Linked DNA regions of Sus scrofa: all the other regions are linked to region 1. The links are chromatin contacts, called in public Hi-C and HiChIP or PLAC-seq maps. All regions are on one chromosome and are shown on one strand. Each heading gives the region's core, a stretch centred on a gene start, on an enhancer-like site or on the middle of the called end of the contact. The rest is flanking DNA. Distances are from core to core; before and after follow the strand shown. Region 1 holds the start of LITAF (lipopolysaccharide-induced tumor necrosis factor-alpha factor). Region 2 overlaps LOC102157603. Region 3 overlaps LOC102157603. Region 4 holds the start of SOCS1 (suppressor of cytokine signaling 1).

The links. Hi-C and Micro-C count contacts between places; a contact is called where the count stands out from the background. HiChIP or PLAC-seq counts read pairs in DNA pulled down with a chosen protein or histone mark.
Region 2: a contact with region 1 is called in an H3K27ac HiChIP or PLAC-seq map of alveolar macrophages. The contact joins the enhancer-like site here to the promoter of LITAF in region 1. A contact is called at or near these places in 2 of 5 promoter capture datasets (fetal liver and liver), 22 of 47 Hi-C or Micro-C datasets (alveolar macrophages, brain, embryonic fibroblasts and 14 more) and 2 of 2 datasets of contacts at active chromatin or transcription factors (alveolar macrophages and skeletal muscle).
Region 3: an H3K27ac HiChIP or PLAC-seq map of alveolar macrophages shows a contact between it and region 1. The contact joins the enhancer-like site here to the promoter of LITAF in region 1. A contact is called at or near these places in 2 of 5 promoter capture datasets (fetal liver and liver), 22 of 47 Hi-C or Micro-C datasets (alveolar macrophages, brain, embryonic fibroblasts and 14 more) and 2 of 2 datasets of contacts at active chromatin or transcription factors (alveolar macrophages and skeletal muscle).
Region 4: a Hi-C map of retroperitoneal adipose tissue shows a contact between it and region 1, with 1.4 times the contacts expected there. The contact joins the promoter of SOCS1 here to the promoter of LITAF in region 1. A contact is called at or near these places in 1 of 5 promoter capture datasets (fetal liver) and 3 of 47 Hi-C or Micro-C datasets (embryonic fibroblasts, retroperitoneal adipose tissue and subcutaneous adipose tissue).

What each region holds. Positions count from the first base shown.
Region 1 is chr3:31,480,420-31,484,014 of Sscrofa11.1, reverse strand. It overlaps LITAF (lipopolysaccharide-induced tumor necrosis factor-alpha factor), which reads right to left and starts at 1,410. Exons shown (of 4, transcript XM_021086604.1): 1 at 1,391-1,410.
Region 2 is chr3:31,742,038-31,745,558 of Sscrofa11.1, reverse strand. It overlaps LOC102157603, which reads right to left. Exons shown (of 53, transcript XM_021086611.1): 33 at 1,193-1,330. Among named protein-coding and RNA genes, the nearest start is that of RMI2, 71 kb to the left of the region's middle. Within about 2 kb of position 1,613, at least 3 of the 83 cell types and tissues checked have an H3K27ac peak or open chromatin away from gene starts, as enhancers often do. A contact at or near this core is called in alveolar macrophages, where this site is marked.
Region 3 is chr3:31,768,471-31,771,646 of Sscrofa11.1, reverse strand. LOC102157603 reads right to left here. Exons shown (of 53, transcript XM_021086611.1): 51 at 2,911-3,027; 52 at 2,605-2,746. Among named protein-coding and RNA genes, the nearest start is that of RMI2, 45 kb to the left of the region's middle. Within about 2 kb of position 1,861, at least 8 of the 83 cell types and tissues checked have an H3K27ac peak or open chromatin away from gene starts, as enhancers often do. A contact at or near this core is called in alveolar macrophages, fetal liver and retroperitoneal adipose tissue, where this site is marked.
Region 4 is chr3:31,879,766-31,883,180 of Sscrofa11.1, reverse strand. It overlaps SOCS1 (suppressor of cytokine signaling 1), which reads right to left and starts at 1,290. Exons shown (of 1, transcript NM_001204768.1): 1 at 459-1,290. The coding sequence starts at 1,237. The coding sequence ends at 575.

The sequences.
Region 1 (3,595 bases), core at 161-2,660:
GTTTTTTTGCTTTTTAGGGCCGCACCCACGGCATATGGAGGTTCCCAGGCTAGGAGTTGAATCAGAACTACAGCTGGTGGTCTACACCACAGCCACAGCAACATGGGATCCGAGCCATGTCTGTGACTTACACAGCTTGCCTCAGGCAATGCTGGATTCTTAACCCACTAAGCGAGGACAGGGATCAAACCCGCACCCTGATGGATACCAGTTAGGTTCTTAATCCACTGAGCCACAATGGACACTCCCCCCGGAGGCTCTTCGCAAGAGTAACCGCAGCTGGAGTGAGAGACTGATTCTGAGGAATGGATGGCCTGGAGGCGGATGGGGACACAGCCGAGGCACCCTGGCAACTTGAGGCAGCATATGGAGATCACGTGATATCTTGGCGCCGGATGGGAGACAGGCAGATGAAGGAATCTAGGTAACTGCAAGCAGCACAGAAGGAAAAATGTCGAAGTCTCACCAGCCGAACACAGCCCCCTGGAGGCCAAACGTGTGGCTTTTAAGGAAATACCCTGAATACAACCTGGCTCAGCTAAGCACCTTGGAATCCACTTTTTTTTTTTTCTAACAGATGCATTGAGATATAATTCACACACCCTACAATCAACTCATTTAAAGTGTACATTTCAATGATTTTTAGTACATTCAGAGCTGTGCAACCATCATACAGTCATTGGTAGTTGACTGACGTATGAGGCGGGGGCGGGAAACAGACAATACACCACATACTAATAGCTCTATCCGGTCCCCCACGGCCAGCGGGTCTCTCCCAGCAGTTGATCCATGCACCCCTCCTGTGTCACTGAACACAGGACCCTGTCCCCTCCCCACAGGGGACAATACAGCAGTGAGGCTGGCCAAGCGCCCCGTGACACATGCACACACTTAAGCCAGACAAACATGCACACGTTGGGCCTGAAACAGGAACAAGGTCCCCACATGAGGCTTTGAGGCTGAGGGGCCTCTTTGCCTCCTGGGAGGAAGTGTCCCAGGCCCGAGGTCCAGTCTACGGGGCCACGTCCGGGTTGAAAGCCTGGATGCTCCAGACCCCTCCCAGCACAAGGCAACACAGACCCAACCCAAACTTCCTCTACTGCGAGGGAAACGCAGAGATGAACTTAGTCCAGGGTTTCTTAATACAGATCATGTGGACATTTGGGGCTGGACAATCCCCCGCTGTGCGTGGCTGTCCTGCACCCTGTCGGACGTTGGCAGCATCTCCGACGCCACCTGATGCCAGCAGCTTCCCTTGCCCCACAGCTGGGGGGTAAAATCACCCCCAACTGAGAACCACTGATCTAGATAAGCCCTGTCCAAACCCAGCTGGGGAAACGGAGGCTAAGAGGTGAGGAATCACAACAGCTGCCACTGACCGGGCACCTACCTGGAGCTGACCCCACGCCAAGGGCCCTAGACGTTTTCATTTCGAATCGTCACCGCCATCCTAGGAGGTGAGCGTTACCACTTCTCCTTCACACATGCAGCATCTCTGGCTCAGAGAGGTCAAGTGACTGTCCTTGGGGGCTAGAGCAAGGGGCCACCCGAGCTAGGCATCCCCGACTTGGGGCCCCAGTGGCGGCGGCGGTGGCGGTGGTCACCGTGAGCTGAAGGTGAACTTCACGGAGGGAGCATTGGTAAACAGGCAGCAGGTGCCGGCAAATTCTTTAAGGACATCTGCTGATGGGTCTGTTGTCAATTGCAAACATCTGTGGGTTTCCGCTGGCGTCTGCTCGGCTCCTTCCGGTCCCTGTGGATGGTTGGGCATGTGCGGAATTACAGGTTTCTGAGCTGATGGGCCACCTTTGGCCTCTATTATCCCAGGTCTCTGTGGGCAGGTGGCTCTGGTGAAAACGTAACCATCTGTCAAAACAAAATCATAAGCTCTTGGCGCTGGATGTAGCCTCAGAATGTACCTGATTCAACACCTGCATCCTCCAGGTGGGAAATTGGGGGGGGCGGACCCCTGTGCTCAGGGCTGCCCAGGGAGCTGAGCTGGCACAGGGCTGGAAAGAGGAGCAGCCAAGAGAGACGTCACACACAATTCCCAGTGTACAATCCCACGGCTTTTCGTATATTTCTAGAACAGTGCAACTATCGCCACAATCCATTCTACAACACTATCATCACCCTGCCTCAAAGCCCAGACCCCCTCGCAATGGCCCCCCACTGCTGTTTTCCCCCAATTCATCCCAGCCCTGGCAACCACGAACTAATGTCCCTCTTGATGAATTTGCCTATTCCGAATGTTTCGTGTAAATGGAATCGTACAATCTGCGGTCTCTGGGGACCAGCTTCTCTCACTCAGCGTGTTTTCAAGATTCATCTGTGTTGGAGTTCCCATCGTGGCTCAGTGGTTAACGAGTCCGACTAGGAACCATGAGGTTGAGGGTTCGATCCCTGGCCTTGCTCAGTGGGTTAAGGATCCGGCATTGCCGTGAGCTGTGATGTAGGTTGCAGATGCGGCTCGGATCCCGAGTTGCTGTGGCTCTGGTGTAGGCTGGTGACTACAGCTCTGATTGGACCCCTAGCCTGGGAACCTCCATATGCCGCGGGAGCGGCCCAGGAAATGGCAAAAAGACAAAAAGAAAAAAAAAGTTTCATCTGTGTTGTAACACGTAGCCAGGCTACATTCCTCTTTAAGGCTGAATGATACTCCACTGTAATAATAGACCACATGCTATGTCTCTTCATTCGTTGATAGACATATCCCTTGCTGCCACTTGAGTGTTTGCCTTTTTTTTTCTGGCCATGCCTGCGACCTGTGGAAGTTCCCAGGCCCTAGATCGAGCCCAGGCCACAGCAGCAACAACGCCTGATCCTTAACCACTGCTAGATCACCAGGAAACTCCAAGTTGGAGGTTTTCTTGCTGTTACAAACCTCTTTTCTTTTATGAAACAGTATGTGGGGGGGGGCAGTCCCTTGTGGGGCTTAAGGATCCAGCATTGTCACTGTAGCAGCTTGGGTCACTGCTGCCGTGGTGCAGGTTAGATCTCTGGCCCACCCAGGAACTTCCGCAGGCTTCAAGGTGTGGCCAAAAAAAAAAAAAAACTTACAAAACATCAACGACAACAGCAAAAGGAAAGACTGGGGTGGAGAGTGGTTGGGGAGGTTTTTAATGGCTTTACTAGTCAAAATAAGAAGTTAGCAATCTATGTCCACCCTCAAATTTTTTTAAAGAAACTTTAAATTTTAGAATGGTTTTTGATTTAGAGAAAGATGGTGAACGTAGGGTTGAGAATTCCATGCACTCGCATCCAGCTTCCTCTATTATTAACAGTGACACATTATTATTTACTAAAGTCTGGGCTTTATTCAGATTTCCCCAGGTTTTTGGTTTTTTTTTTTCCCAAAAAAGTCTTTTTTTCTGTTCCAGGATCCCTTCCAGGACACCACATTATGCAGAATCCGACTGCAGGCTCCTCCGGGCTGTGACAGTTTCTCAGACTGTCCTGATTTTTATCACCTTGACACTTTTCGGGAAGAGCTGTCAAATCCCTCAATTGGGATTTGTCCTGTGGTTTTCTCATGATTAGAATGGGGTGCTGTGTTTGGGGAGGAAGCCCACAGAGGTGAAAGGCATTTTTCATC
Region 2 (3,521 bases), core at 364-2,863, 260 kb before region 1:
GGGGTCCAATGATAACCAATACTAGTCCTGGCCCTTCGGGGGCTCCAGGTTGATGGAGAGAGGGTCACAGAAACAGAAAATGGTAGGACAAGGTGACAAGAATGGCCATGAAAGATATGCAAGGAACAAAGGAACACAGAGAAAGTAGGTGATGAACAAAGCAAGGAAGGGCATTCTAAGCAGAAGGAACAGTCTGTGCAAAGGCTCAGCAAGGGGCACTCTCCCTGCTGGTGGGTGCCACAGGTGGAGGGTGGCTCAAGGGCACTGTAGGGGACTTTTGTGGGTAGGAGCATAGTTTACTCTCTCTCTCTTTTTTTTTGGCTGTGCCCACAGCATGCGGAAATTCCTGGGCACGGTATTGAACCCACGCCACAGCAGTGACAATGCTGGATCCTTAACCTCTAGGCTACCAGGGAACTCCCATGCTCTTAAATGTCTCTAAAACTCATTGCTACCGCCCCACCTTGGTCCATGACACCATCATTCTCGCCCAGCTCACTGGCGTCTCTGCTGCCCCCTGCTGGTCCCTCCCAACACAGCAGCTCAGGGAATCCAAAAGCATCATTTGGATCACGTCCTCAAAAGACCTCCAGGTTCAAAGAGACTAAAATCCAAACTCCTCCCTGTGGCCTGACAGGCTCTGCATGCCTGGACCCCCTCCTGCTCACTGTCTCCCCCTTACCCACTGTGCTCCAGCCCAGTGGCCATTCCTTCAACATACCCAATTCATTCCTGCCCCAGGCCCTTTGCACATCTTGTTCTCTCTGCCTGGAATGCCCTTTCGCCAGCTTGCCAATGGCTGATACTTCCTTGCCTGTCATTGGGGGTAGTTCAAATGTCTCCCCCTTAGTGGGGCCTATCCTGGACACCTGCATAGTTCTCCGTAATTCCTACTCGCATCCCCTATTCTGTTTTTTCTATAGGCTATATCATCATCTGGCCTTTTTCCTTCTTATTTTTTGGTCAGTCTCCCCACTATACTCTACACTTGAGGAAGGACCCATCAGGCCTGTTCCAGGCAATATTCTCAGCTTCTGGAATAGTTCCCGGCTTGGTACCTAGAAGATGCTCAAAAAATGGAAACTGACATCACAGCCCTGCCTGCACCGGATCCTTCCCGGAATCTCTCTTATTTCAAAGAGCTGCCCCAGGAACCACCCCCTCTGCCCTGGCCCTGGCCCCCTCCACACACCTGGGGGAAGGTCTGTTCCAGCTTGATGATGTTGGCAAGACTGTTCTTGGCAGCTACGAGCCTGGTGCCGACGTGGAAATGATGCTCCTCCATCCTCAAGACAAACGTGCTCTCGGCTCCACCCTCCGAGTATCGCAGCTGGGTTGGAAGAAAAGCAGGTCAGATCTTTGCAGGTGTAACACTCAGGAAGACGCTGGCTCCATGCTCTACGTAAGCTCTGCTTCCCAAAGCCCCAGGCCCCCCCCAAACTCACAGCTCCCTGGGTGGGATAAAGGCTGATGTGAGGGTCCTGAATCTCCATTTCAACGACCAGGTGTGACCATGACAACAATCTCCCAGTGCCCTTCACGCTATGACACTGACTTGAAAAGAGCCAGTGGCCTGGGCGGGCAGGCAAGAATTCTAGCTGTACGATCACTGTAGACAGCAGGACGGGCAAATGCCCAGGACCACACACAGGCATCGGGCATGGCATCCAACATGGCTCTTCCAGGTATGGGTGAAGAACCTCCGGCTAGTTCTTTACCTACACGAGCCTCCCTTTCCAACCTGATAAATGGCGATAAGGATACCTGCTTTATTAATGGGTTGATATGAAAATTATATGAAATAATGTGCTAACTTCCACGTTGGCCGGATAGCGGAAATCACTTAGGGCACTTGCTAAAAATACAGATTCTAGGCCCCACCCTAAGACCTTTAAAAATGGAACCTCTTGGAACAGGGCCTAGAACTGGTGTTTTTAAAAGCTCTGCAGATGCCCCATTAACTTTGCGATGCCCCTGTGAAAAATGTCCACCTTGAATTACGTCTTAGACAAACAATCTGACAAATTCAGATGTGTGATTAAAAAAAATTGCCTGGACACTGGCAAGTCGCTAGTGTTTTGTTTTGTTGTCTTTTTGTCCTTTTAGAGCAGCACCTGCGGCATATGGAGGTTCCCAGGCCAGGAGTCAAATCAGAGCTGTAGCCGCTGGCCTACACCACAGCCACAGCCATGCAGAATCCGAGCCGCATCTGCGGCCTACACCACAGCTCACGGCAATGCCCGATTCTTAACCCACTGAGCAAGGCCAGGGATCGAACCTGCAACCTCATGGTTCCTAGTTGGATTTGTTAACCGCTGCGCCACGACAGGAACTCCTGGAGTCAGCCTTTCTGGCCAAAGTTGTCCCTCCTCCTGATCTTGCAAATAAAGTGTTACTGGAACACAGTCAGGCCCATTTATTTAAATACTGTCTGTGGCTGCTTTTTCGTTGCAGGGGTGAGATGAACAGTTGCAAGAGAGCCGGAATTGGGTGTAAAGGCTAAAACAGTTCTTACAAAACAGCTGGAAAGGGCATTATTGCACAAGAAGAATTCTTGTGGCAACTGGGAAATGTTTTACAAACTATATGTCTGATAATGTCACCCGTTAAGTTTCCTGAATTTTGTAATTCTATTGGGTCACACAAGAAAATAGCCTTGTTACAGGAATAAAGAGGTATGCTATCTCCGAAAACATCTCAGGATCAACTCATGACAATACAGAAAAAAAAATGGGTACGAATACACAAATGTATAAGCATATGTAAGTATAAGCGGAAAGATGTGGCAAGATATTACCAATCGGTGCTATAAGAGAAATACCCGGGATGTATGGATAACAGGATGACTGCAGCCAAGCCTGCTGTCTGGTATATTTGAAAGTTAAGAGACCAGATCCTGGGAGTTCCCACTGTGGTGCAGCAGTGGGATAAAACATCACGATAAAACCGGTGGAGGGAATCCGATTTACGAATGTCCACCGTCCTACAGGAACTTTCCTATAGGTTGGAAATTATTCAAAATAAAAACGGGGGAAAACGAAATGGTGCCCTGAATGGTGGGTGCCGTGAATGTGGGGAGCACAGAGATTGTACATGCGTGAGCGGGGACAGGCCTGGCACACAATAGGTGCCCTATAAACAATGGCAGCCTGCGCCAGGCCAGGGAGGGGGCGGCGAGTGGGGTTAGGAAGCGACCCATGGGGGAGTGTGATCGCTCACTTGTTGGCTGCCCGTTTGTTCATTCATTCTCCTTCACGGAGCATCTATGAGGTGCTGGGCCCTGTGCCAGGTCCTGGGTACACCCTCCAGGACACCCTGATTGGGGGAAGAGGGGCAGACAGAAATAAACAGTGGCAGCCCAGAGGGTGGGGGTCTCACGGGCCCTCCCCGCTAACTCGAGGACCCCCAGATGCCACCCTCAGGGCAGATGCACGTGTGCCGGAGGTCCTGCAGGTTCCAGGTGAAAACGGGATTCATGGACAGGCAGGGAGCCCCGCAGAGACCCCAGGCCATGGGAACAC
Region 3 (3,176 bases), core at 612-3,111, 290 kb before region 1:
AGGTCGTATTTTTCTGGGAAATACTTGAACCTATGTCTTGAAATTTATCAGCAAAGTGAAGTGACTTTTTGAGTAGTTTTCACTCCTTATTCACTCCCAGTTACTGTTTGTCTCTTTCTTTTCTCCTGATTCACTCTATTCTCATCTTGCTAATTCATTCATTTCCCGTTGAAGTCTTCTGTCTGCGTTCGTTGGTTTACACCAGGGACCACTTTTTCTGTAAAGGGCCAGAGAGTACACATTTTAGGCTTGGCGGCTGGCTAGCCTTGGTCACAAAACGCCGCACTGTAGCACAAAAGCAGCCACCAACAGCTCGTGAATGAATGTGCCTGGCTGTGTCCCTGTATCACTAAGGACAGCTTCCCAAAGACACTGTCAGGCAGCTCAGTGCTGAAGGTGTTTCATCTTTAATCTTAAATAATAGCTGAACTGGGCATAAACTCTAAACCGACGATTATTCTCTCTTCATGCTGTAAAGCTTCAGGCCCCGTCTTCGGTCGTTGCTGGTAGGAGGTTGGGTCTTGAAAGATCACCTCTTCTTCATCCTCTCTGATGGCTCTGAAGACCTTTGTTTTGGTTTTGCTGCAGTCACTCTGTTTGTGTCTTTTTCTTTTCTTTTTTTTTAAAGGGCCGCACCCGTAGCATAGGGAAGTTCCCAGGCTAGGAGTCCCATCAGAGCTGTAGTCGCCATCCTACACCACAGCTCACAGCAACGCCAGATCCGAATCTGCAACCTACACCGCAACTCATGGCAATGCTAGATCCTTAACCCACTGAACAAAGCCAGGGATTGAACCTGCATCCTCACGGATGCTAGTCAGATTTGTTTCCACTGAGCCACGGCAGGAACTCCTGCAGTCACTCTGATGGGTCTTGGAAAGGGTTTATTAACAGCATTTGGGGCGCGTTGTACTTCTTCAATCTGAGGAGTCACATCTCTCAAATCCTCATTTTGTTTTTGAAATTCCTTCATGGTTTCCAATTAATTTTCTCTTCTGCTATTAAGGTTTAAATTTCAGTGAATACTTTTCTTCGTTTTTCTTTTTTTTCCCCTTTTTTTGGCCACCCCACGCACGGATTATGGAGTGCCTGGCCCAGGGATCGGTGCTGAGGTGCAGTTGTGACCTACGCTGCAGTGGGAACTCCTATTTTTTCATTTCTAAAACTTAGTTTTGGAATGGTGCTTGTCTTTAATAATGTCTAATTCTAGCATCTGAAGTCTTGGAGAAAGATTTTTCTCCTTGATCAAACTCTATTTGGGCTCCTTACAACTCTTCTCAAGCAAGCCCTGACTTTCGGTCTCCCGTCATCTCTGTGTCATCCAGCTCTAGCAGGACCCCCCACAGCTGATCACCTCAACATCTGACTAGGGGTCCTCACCCAGGGACCACCCGGGCCTGCCTTCAGCGAGAATCTCGTTAGGTCAGGTGAGCCGGAATCTTGCCCACGCCTGATGTTACCCCTTAGGATTTTTTTTTTGGCTTTTTAGGGCCGCACCCACCCACAGCTCATAGAAGTTCCTAGGCTAAGGGTCAAACAGGAGCTGTAGCTGCCAGCCTACACCACAGCCATGGCAACGCAGGAGGCAAGTTGTGTCTGTCATCTGCACTACAGCTCTTGGCAACACTGGATCCCCAACCCACTGAGCGAGGCCAGGGATCGAACCCGCATCCTCATGGATACCAGTCAGATTCGTTTCCACTGTGACACAGCAGGAACTCCCCCTTAGGAATTTTCTATCCCCTGACCACCACCCTGCTCCTGGACTATCACTTCCCCCTTTTCCTTGTTGAGCCTAATCATCCTTCCTGTAATGTAGAGACCTCTCTCCCTGTCACTCTAGATCTTCCAGTAACCTCCCCCCGCTTCCTGTTTTTCTACGAATGTCATGAGTAAGTGCTCTGTTTACAGGGCTGCTGTTTGCTGTAGTCTCTAACTTCCGGGTCTGGGGAGCGGGGCTTGAGCTACAGGAATCATGCACGGCACCGGCTGCAGGGCTGCCTGGAGGTCCCCAGACACTGTAGGGAGTGGACATTCAACCCCCCTAATGGCAAGTCTGTGGTTCTAAGTTTATGTCTTTTTAGGGCTGCACCTGCGGCATATGGAGGTTCCTAGACTGGGGGTCGAATCAGAACTGTAGCCACCGGCCTACACCACAGCCACAGCCACACCAGATCCGAGCCGCGTCTGCAACCTACACTGCAGCTTGTGGCAATGCCAGATCCGTAACCCACTGAGCGAGGCCCGGGGACCTCATGGATGCTAGTCCAATTCGTTTCTGCTGAGCCACGACGGGAACTCCTGTGGTTCTATGTTTTTAGGAGCTGACTTTACAGCTGCCTGACCTCCCGGAGATTGTCTCCTGTGCCAGAGGTCACAGGCTCACTGGAGTTGGCATGGAGGCGGGAGCTACGAGCCCTTTTTGTCTTTCTCAATAAGCACCCCTTTGCATATAACTTTGCTTTGATGATTGGCTCACTGTACGACAGCTAAGTGCCTGACTCCTTGGCAGGAGCTATGAGAAAGAACCTGGTTTTTCTCTCTGGGATGGAAGGCAGAAGTCAACCAGGCAGGGTTGGAGCGCGAGTGGCCGCGGCAGCTTACCGCACTGTGGAGGAGGGTCCAGGGGCACGGAGCCCCGGGCACACAGGTGGATGTAGGCGGCTGCCAGGTTGCAGGCAGGTGGGTGCTCCTGGGTGCCACAGGGGTCCTGGATGCACAGGCTAAGGAAGGGCGCGGGGTCCACCTGCAATCCAGCACCCGCGATCAGTGACCCTGCCCCCCCTCCTCCCCCCCCCGCACCCTGGGGAGTAGCTTAGAAGAGGCGGGGGCGGGGGGCTAGATCGGGGCCAGGGCCACCTTTGTCCCTCAGCCCATCTGCTTGAGTGGCCTCTGCAGCCGCACACTCACCACCCCGAAGCAGCTCCTCAGGCTGGAGCGGGGGTCCTGGAAGAGGGCCTGGCAGGCGGGGCTCTGTCCTGGGCATGCGGGTCGTGTCTTCTCCACAGCCTCGCAGTCACCACTCACCTGGGGGGACGAACCTAAGACTCTGGCCTCCTGCCTGGACCTCTTCTCCTGGGCGGCTCCGCTGGGTGCAGTGGCCTCAGGAGGGGACCGCCACCCCCTGGGCCACCCCAGAGCCGGCAGGCCCAAGAGCCTTGGTGAGGGGGGCCCAC
Region 4 (3,415 bases), core at 41-2,540, 400 kb before region 1:
GGTAGAGCCATGCAGGGCTCCCAGCCAGAACTTGGGCCCCACACGGCCTTTGGCCAAGCTGAACAGGTCAGTCTTAGGACCCCGGGGACCCGCTCAGAATCATGGAAAACCTTTGACCAAAGCACACGCTCTAGAAACCTTTTTTCTTAAAAAAAAAAAAAACTTTCATAATAAAGTTTATTACCTAAACTGGTGGTAAAAAATATAAAATAGGATTCTGCACAGCAGAAAAATAAAGCCAGAGACCCTCCCCCAACCCCTGGTTTGTGCAAAGATACTGGGTATATGTAAACATGAAGAGGTAGGAGGTACTGAGTTCAGGTCCTGGCCCCAGATAGTTAAGTTAAGCTACTACCAGGGGGACAACCAGGGGGACCCAGAGGGAGCACCAAGAGGGGGCACCCCCACAAGAGGTGGGGAGGGGTCTACGGGAGGGGTCTCCAGCCGAGGGCGGGAGGCGCCTCGCCCCCACACTCGCTCCCTCCAACCCACATGGTTCCAAGGAAATAATAATTAATAATAGAAAATAATAAGGCGCCCCAGTTAATGCTCCGTGCAGGGCGGGCGCGGCCGATCATATCTGGAAGGGGAAGGAGCTCAAGTAATCGCGGAGGACGGGGTTGAGGGGGATGCGCGCCAGGTTCTCGCGGCCCACGGTAGCCACAATGCGCTGGCGGCACAGCTCCTGCAGCGGCCGCACGCGGCGCTGGCGCAGCGGGGCCCCCAGCATGCGGCGCGGCGCCGCCACGTAGTGCTCCAGCAGCTCGAAGAGGCAGTCGAAGCTCTCGCGGCTGCCGTCCAGGTGGAAGCGGCCGGCCTGGAAGTGCACGCGGATGCTTGTGGGGCCCGAAGCCATCTTCACACTGAGGGCGAAGAAGCAGTTCCGCTGGCGGCTGTCGCGCACCAGGAAGGTGCCCACGGGCTCGGCGCGCAGCCGCTCGTGCGCCCCGTGCACGCTCAGAGGCCCCCAGTAGAAGCCGCAGGCGTCGAGGAGCGCGCTGGCGCGGGTGATGCGCCGGTAGTCGGCGTGCGAGCGGAACGTGCGGAAGTGCGTGTCGCCCGGGGCTGGAGCCGGGGCCGCCGGGCAGGGCCGCGGGCGCGCCGGGACCCCGGGTGAGGAGGAGGAGGAGGATGAAGATGAAGAGGAGGAGGAGGAGGAGGAATGCTCTGGCCGCCGTCGGGGCTCTGCTGCCGTGGAGATTGCATTGTCGGCTGCCACCTGGTTGTGTGCTACCATCCTACACGCGGGGTCGGCCGGAGGGGTGGGCCATAGCGTCCGGGGGTGCGCTGATGGGGGAGACAGTCAGTGAGCGGGGAGTCTGGGTGGGGCTGGGCAGGTGAGAACCCGCGAGGCAACTTAGGAGGGGTGGGGATCCGTTTCTAATGGGTCGAGGGCGCAAGACCAGGTCGGGGCGGCCCTTTGAGCCTCAGTGGTCTCATCTAGAAAATGGGCTTCCCCGTCCGCAGAGTACTTCCACGCGGCTGGGAGCTCGGTGGGGCTCGGAGTCGCTCAAAGTTTGGTTAAGAGAGGGGGGCGTGGAGAGAGGTGCTTTGGAGAAACCAGCCCCAACTCCGGCCACTCGGCTCCCCATTCGCCGCCCTACGGCCGCCGCCTGCTGGCCAGGCCGGGGATTGGCGCCTCGACTCCGAGATTTGCGCAAAGGCAGAAAAGCTGCGTTGCGGGAACCCCCAAGCGCGGGGGTCTGCCAGGGTGGAGCCAGCCGGGGCTAGGGGCGTGGCGGCCGCGACCCCACCACGCAGCGCCCGAGGCCGCCCTGGCAACCTGGCTGTCCTGTGCCGTCCTCCCCTTTCCCTCCCGCTTTCTTGCCCAGTGCCGGGCTCACCTGGCGGCGGGGCGCGGGGCGCCGCGGGCGGGGCGGCGGGGGTCTCCGGGGCGGCTCTCGTGCATGCTCCGGGGCCGGGAGCCGTGCAGCTGCCACGGCCGCAGCTCGCTCTGCTCCGCGCCCGCCCCTGCACCAGTCTTTTAAACTGGCTTGGAGGTGTGGTCAGTGAAGGCCCCGCCCCCTACGGCTACACCCCCCCCCCCACTACAGGCCCGCCCTTCCGCGCCACTTTCGGTTTCTTTTTGTGCGCGCCTCGGAGGCCAGGCTCGCTCGACCTTTGCCACAAATCCGGGAACCTTTCCCCGGGAGGCCCCCTGTCCTGATCTAGCCTCGCACCTGTCCTAGGACCCCTCTATTCAGGTCTCCAGCCCCATCCCTGAGCTCCCTGGGCAGTTCTCAGACGCCCCTTCGGACCTAGTGGCCCAGCTTCCCCCGCCCCCGCCACTGCTCTCGGTCGCAGATTTCTGCAGCCAACCCCTTAAGGATACTTTGGACTGACCCTAGCACATTCTTCTGCCCCATCAGGTGTCTCATCACCCACCTTGGCTAGATCTGGGTCCTCTACTCTGGAGCCAGACACCTCCACCCGCCCTTGGGGTCTCGTTTGGGACCCCTCCGGACTGCTTTCGCCATTGCTCTGCCCCGTAGTGCCGGAGCCTCTAGATGGCTGCTTCTGCGCCCCTCCCTGCCTGTTGCTGTCCCCAGTTTTGGCTTGGGCTTCCCAGGAAGCGACGATCTGACCACAGGCTTCGGAGGAACCCTTCGGCGGCGCGGGAGGGGCGCCTTCGCTGCTCACACAGTTCCTCGGAAACCGGGCGGGGCCGGGCAAGGTCGGTTGCCGGTGGCCTTGGCCGGCGCTCTACTACGCCGCAGCCGGAGAAACTGAGGCTCAGTGACTGGTGGAGGGGGAGCTCCGAAGGAGGCACGCCCTCCTTGCTTTTATTTCGGGGAGAGGAGCAGCTAGGCACTCTGGAGCCCAGTGAAAAAACGGTTCATTTTCAGATGTGTTAATTCCAAAAACCTGCTGTGAGTTTTCCTGGCCAGCCCTCCTCTTCCCCCTCGTCTACTTTACTGTTGCCTCCCCACTGCTCGCGTCTGCTCCCTTCCCACACTCGCACCTCGGCTTTGGGATGACGGGGTACCAGTTGTGATTCGTACATTTGTGTGTGATCCTGTTTGTCCTGGAAAGGCACGGAATAGGTGCCTGGCTGCTATTTGTATTTTTGAATGAAAGAAAGAGCGAATGAGCTTTGAGGCTGGTGGGTGGTGCGTCTCAGAGCCAGGAGGCATCACGCGGAGGACACCAGGCTTGGCCGACCCTGGCTGCACACTGCCCTCTACAGGCAGCTCTCAGGCTGCAGCCCAGCTCGCTCCTCTGCTTGGAGCCCTGGTGGCAGGTCCTCCAGCCTCGGCGCTTGTCATCCCTGAACCCAGCCCCCCTGTGTTTCCTCGTGAACACAAGGGGATGGCCCAGGACCAGCTTGCTTAGAACCCCCTTGGCTCCCTGAATTCATGTTCACAGCAGCTGGTGTTGGTCATTGATGTGGTTGTGTGTGTGTGTGTGCCCTGGG